Linked DNA regions of Mus musculus: region 2 is linked to region 1. The links are chromatin contacts, called in public HiChIP or PLAC-seq maps. All regions are on one chromosome and are shown on one strand. Each heading gives the region's core, a stretch centred on a gene start, on an enhancer-like site or on the middle of the called end of the contact. The rest is flanking DNA. Distances are from core to core; before and after follow the strand shown.

What was found. HiChIP or PLAC-seq counts read pairs in DNA pulled down with a chosen protein or histone mark.
Region 2: an H3K27ac HiChIP or PLAC-seq map of large pre-B cells shows a contact between it and region 1, with 2.4 times the contacts expected there. The contact joins two enhancer-like sites. A contact is called at or near these places in 1 of 15 datasets of contacts at CTCF or cohesin (large pre-B cells), 3 of 115 datasets of contacts at active chromatin or transcription factors (astrocytes, large pre-B cells and pancreatic cancer cells) and 1 of 9 other capture datasets (embryonic stem cells).

What each region holds. Positions count from the first base shown.
Region 1 is chr15:84,297,465-84,300,164 of GRCm38.p6, forward strand. It overlaps Parvb (parvin, beta), which reads left to right. Exons shown (of 13, transcript NM_133167.3): 8 at 502-521. Among named protein-coding and RNA genes, the nearest start is that of Gm22890, 25 kb to the right of the region's middle. Within about 2 kb of position 1,302, at least 74 of the 459 cell types and tissues checked have an H3K27ac peak or open chromatin away from gene starts, as enhancers often do.
Region 2 is chr15:84,684,369-84,687,068 of GRCm38.p6, forward strand. All of the region lies in intron 1 of Prr5 (proline rich 5 (renal)), which reads left to right. Among named protein-coding and RNA genes, the nearest start is that of Prr5, 4.7 kb to the left of the region's middle. Within about 2 kb of position 1,338, at least 56 of the 459 cell types and tissues checked have an H3K27ac peak or open chromatin away from gene starts, as enhancers often do.

The sequences.
Region 1 (2,700 bases), core at 52-2,551:
AGACCCTTTAATACAGTTCCTCATGTTGTAGTGACCCCCCCAACCATAAAACTATTTTTCGTTGCTACTTCAAGATTGTAATTTTGCTACTATCATGAATCATAATATAAATGTCAGATGCAGGATATCTGATATGTGATCCTGGGGAAACGGTCATTTAATCCCCTAAAAGGATCTCAGCCCACAGGTTGAGCAACGCTGCTCTATCTGCTGGGCGTGGCTGCCAGAATCAACAGGCTCCCAGTTCCCACGATGCAAATGATGTCCTCTCTAAATGATACACCAGGGTGGTCACTGTGTTGGGAATGAGGGTAGTTTGCTGTCACTCTTGTGCTGATTAGTCGCCTGCACGTGTCCCTCACTTTTGTTAGGCTAGAGCAGGGTGTGTGTATGTGTATCCATTCCTATTGGGGGGTGGGGGGAAGGGGGCTGAGTGCTAGGGTCTGGTTGGCTCTGAGACTTGGTCTAAGTGTCCATCTGACCCTTTCTTCTTGTTCACAGGATCATGATGGGCCGGTTTGGTAAGTACCCTGGTTTGGGGTGGGACAAGGTGAGATCCCTGGGTATGCACCATCCAACACAGAAAGCTCTGCGGTTCTCAAGGTCATGCGTGTGATCTTGTGAACTTGGGCAGGAGGAGTGAGCTTGTAGGGACAGAGGGGCCAGCCTGGAGAACATCTCTAGCTTACCTGCAGGGGAGGGAGTGGGAGGGGAGAAAAGAAGGTAATTACTCTCTCACCTGACCCTGTCCCCTGGGCAAGAGAGGACAGACAAAGAGATCAAAAACCTACAGCTTTGTTTAAATTCTCAGAGGTGATTCTGGCTCCCTGCGCGGGCTGGGAGGGAGGCTGATGTGGGCAGAAGTTTAAAACAGAAGGAAGTGGAGAAGGCTGAGGAAAAATGGAAGCCAGATAGAAGCTCCCAGCTCATTTCCAGATACATGTCTGACCCTGGGGAATCCTTGGGGGCGGGGCCAGTGCCACCTCCAAAACCCAATGCCCTTCTCTGACCTGGAGGTTGTAAAGAAGGGCTGAAGGATGAGCATGCAGCATGCTGAAGGATGAGCATGCAGCATGCTGAAGGATGAGCATGCAGCATGCAGCACGCAGCAGTTCTGACAGTCAGGAAGGTCTTGAGTTTGAGAGAAAGCTGTGGCCATGTAGCCCCTGAGCCCTTCTGATGGACAGGTGTTATGCTTGCTGGGAAAGTTCCCAGGGGAAGTGGGGTGGCAAGCATGGGTCATGTGGGACCCCTGCTTGGGGTCCAGGTGCAGGCTAGTTTAGAGATATGTATAGTTTAGAGGCTCTGAACCCCTGGGGATCGCAGAGGCGGGAGGATGACGAATGGGGACCTGAGAGTGTGGCGTGGTAACTTATGAGTTTGGGTTGGCTCTGTTTCAGGTTCAGAGGATTTGAAAAGAGTTGGCTTGGCTGGGGGCGTGGGGAGAGGGAGGCAATCCTGGGCTCGGTTGGTATCTTGGGAGCCCTGACAGCTGGGAAGGACACCTGGTCAGGTACACAGGGTGTGTCTCCCAAGGGGAGAGCCAGGTGCACCAGAACTCAGTCACGGTGCTGGGGACATCTGAGGCCACAAGAAACCTCCTCTGAGGCTGTACTCACTTCACTTCTTGCAGGCTCTGGCGTAAGATGAAACAGGCTATTAGCTAGTGACAGGCAATTAGTTCCGCCCCCGCCTCGCACTTCTGCTGACGCAAGGAGGTCTCCTGGTTACGCGGCTGACAGCCTTGGTTTTGGTGCAGTGAGCCCCTGGGCTCCCAGGCATCCTCTTGGGGGAGCAGCAGATGGCTATCCCAGGATTTCTGGTCACTTCTGACCTCACTGCCCCGCCAGGGTCTGGTCACACTGGTTCCCACCCAGCATCTACTTTCTGGCTTCAGCACAAGCTTTGCTGAGGAAGGTCAAAGCATCCCTTGTCACGTCTGTTTCCTGTCCACAGTCCAGGATGCTCCAGACATCACATCCCCTGTGGCCTTGATCTCTCACCTCCTGAGTGTCCAGGTCTAACCCTGCCCCCCCTCCACCCCCACTTCCACTACTCTCGGCCTAAGACACCCTCCTGCTAAATTACCCAGGGTTCCCTCCTGCATTGGCTCAACTGTCACTCACCAGGGATCCCCAGTCACAAACCAGCATGCACCCGCCCTACTACCCTCTGGTTGTCTTCGTTATGTCTAGAACCATCTGACAAACCTGGAGCCAGCCCTGCTCCCAGGAGCCTCAGGGTTTGTGTGTGTGCTCCCCTTGACCCGGAACACTGGTGCAAGTGCTATGCTTGTAGGCACACCCATGCCTTTTCCTTTGTTCAGGGATCTCCAAGTATCCTGGAGGCAGCCGCTCACCCCAAGCCTGTATGATCTCAGCAGCCCTCCCTGCACCACTGTCAGGCGTGAGGAGGTTCCAAGACCTGAGCAGGCTGAGTCTCCTAGGCTGAGTCTTGCTTGAACCCGTTCCCTCAGCCTCCTTGGCCTTCGAGTGCTGTGCAAAGGTGGAGCGTCTCCTCTCTGGTCACTCTTCCCTAAGGCCAGCAGGTTGAGGGGTGGGTACCCAGCCTCTTCCCACCAGCGTCTTGTCCTGCCTGAAGTATAAGCTGGTTTTTCTCTCCCTGGAAACCAGTCTCCTGGGAGCTGGGAGGTTAGAGCCTGATCTCCATAGCAACGCCTTTGCCAGTTGCCTTTTCTCT
Region 2 (2,700 bases), core at 88-2,587, 390 kb after region 1:
AGGGAGAATCAAAAGGAGCAGGGTCTAACCTGTGTATCCTGAAGGGTGGGGACAGGAGGACTGTCGGCCAGTGCCTCATTTCAGTTCTGGTCCTGCTGAATAGAAGACGTGACCCTTGACCTTTCTAAGCCTTAGTGTTTTCTTCTATAATTGGCGTCCCCACCACATACTGGTGTTACAGCACTGAAGAGACCACAGATAGTGGGTGGTCCATGGGTTGGGTGTAGCCCAGGTGTCCTGAGGCCCATTCCTGAAAGGCCCCCAGGAGGTGGGCACTGTGTACATTCAGCCCCTTGGGGTTAGCAGAACAGTGACCCCCAAAGTGTCCCTGCCCTAGTTCTCAGCCTGTGGTTGCGGGCTTTCATGTGGCTAGGAGACTTTGAAGATGCGGTTATATTACAGTTGCTGAGCTGAGGTGATGGTCTGGCCTGACTAGGTGGCTTTGTGTTGTCACGGAATCTGTGAAGGGTGGGACAAGTCAAAGAAGGAGCTGGCACCTAGTGTCCTGTCTTGCTGTTCTTAAAGACAAGGAAGGACCTGGAGCCGAGGGTCTCAGGTGCTTCAGGAAACTAGACAAGGTAGCACAGAGCCCCCAGAGCCACCCTAAGAGACAGCTATGCTGTACTGTGCTTTAGCCCAGTGTGGCTGAGTGACACATGTCAGAGCAGATTTGGCTTTTGTTAGACTTGTGGTTTTAGCAGTTGTGAGATATGCACCCCAGGCCCCTCTTCTTCCCTACTTGATCTCAAGGAACAACCTTTGTCCCTAAGTACTAAGAAGCAAGTCTGAGGTGCAGACATGGCTTCCTGTCATGTAGCTTCCAGGTACATTAAGGAAGCCGACCCCAAACCCCCAATCCCCAAACCCCCATTCCTGGCTATCTCTGTGTCCTCAGATGTCTCTAGGGGACTCCAGACCAAGCCGGAATCTAGGAAAGATGGTGTTCCCACCCCTCCCTACAGGAATCTCAAGACTTGGTGAAATTGTTCATCCTCAGTAGAACCAAGATTGGCCTTCAGGGACCTGCCCTTTCTCTCAGGAGCAGGCAGCCCCTCCTCTGGTAGCAGTCTGTCTCCGGCTGAGCTGCTGTTGGGCTTGGCTTCTGCTTCTCCCTGTGCCTACCCAATGAGGTCATTCGTGCTCCAGGGCCAGAACCTGGCCTGCCTGCACAGAGAGCCTTACTTTCTGGTAGATGCTAGAGGCCAGAGAGGGATGGGGCTTTACACCTGAGGATGCCCTCCCCTGGCCTCACCCGGAAGTCCCTCCACTTCCTGTGGTTTCTTGGGGACCATCTGCAGATGTCCTGACTGGGCTTGTCACACTGGCCTGGAGGCTGTGGCTGAGAAAGGCAGGGTTTCACTTCTGTGTTTCAGGATGACAGATCACATGGGGTCCTCTGGTCCCCTCCTCCCTCTCTCCAAGTAGCTGACAGGTTTTGATTTGTGTGTGTGTTGGGTGGTTGTTTGTTTGTTTGTTTGTTTGGGATTGCTTTTTTAATTGTTTTTTTTTTTTTAAGATTTATTTTATTTATGTTTGAATACACTGTAACTGTCTTCAGACGCACCAGAAGAGGGCATCAGATCTCATTACAGATGGTTGTGAGCCACCATGTGGTTGCTGGGAATTGAACTCAAGACCTTCGGAAGAGCAGCCAGTGCTCTTAACTGCTGAGCCATCTCTCCAGCCCTTGTTTTACGTTTTTTGGTTTTTGTTTTTTAATGGGATGAGGGGACTGTAAGCCAGTGCCTCATTTCAGTCCTGGTCCTGCTGAGTAGGTGTGTCTCTTGTCCTCCTCTCTAAGCCCTAGTGTCTTCTACAATGGAGGTCTGACTGTCCCCACCACGTGTTGGCCTTTAAAACACTGAGAGACTACATGGGTGGTCCACGGGTTGTGTGTGACCCAGGTGTCCCGTCCCTGAAACGCCCCTAGGAGGTGGGCACTGTTCATTCAGTTCAGGGGAACACCAGGGCCTGGAAGCTAGAGCAAGCATAAACCCAGGCCCGCCCTTCAGGCTGTCCATCAGGCTGGAGTCAGTGCAGGGCACAAGGGGTGGGTGAGAGGAGCCTCAACCTGGACTAGCCTAGGAGATGGTAAGGTGGCTATGTGGTGGTGGTGGGTGGGGCTTTGGGGCTGCTGGCTTGGCTATGGCGGCCTAGGGTAGTGCTGGAGGGGAGAGTAATTAAGTAGACACCTTCACGCCCAGTGTGATTCACACCATTGACAACCTGAGAGCCCAGCCTTGGATAGGAGGGGTTTCAGGCCACTACTACCATTGCACCCCAGACCACAGGGAGCCAGGGAGGTAGGGTCAGGGCGTCTCTCCAGAAGGTATAATGAAGAAGGACAAACAGAACCTTTACAACCAGCACTGCTCTGACTTTGGCCAGTCTGGACCTCCACCGTCTGCCCTGATGGAGTCCTCGACCTCCCAGGGCATGCTTAGCACCCCATACCCCCAGTCAATCTGTTTCTATGGATGAGGCTTTCCTGGCATGGTAGGAAAGTTCTCAGGTATTCACTGTGAGCCAAGTTTAAGAGAAGGACAAACTGGTCTGGTCTTCCCAAGGACAGCCAGCAGTGGAGAAAGGTTAGTCCAGGGATCACACTGACTAAGCATGCTCTGAGTTGATGTAGGCCGTATGGGCTGAGGGGAGTTGTGACCTGGAAGAAGTGACTGAGTAGATAGTAGAGGAGCAGGG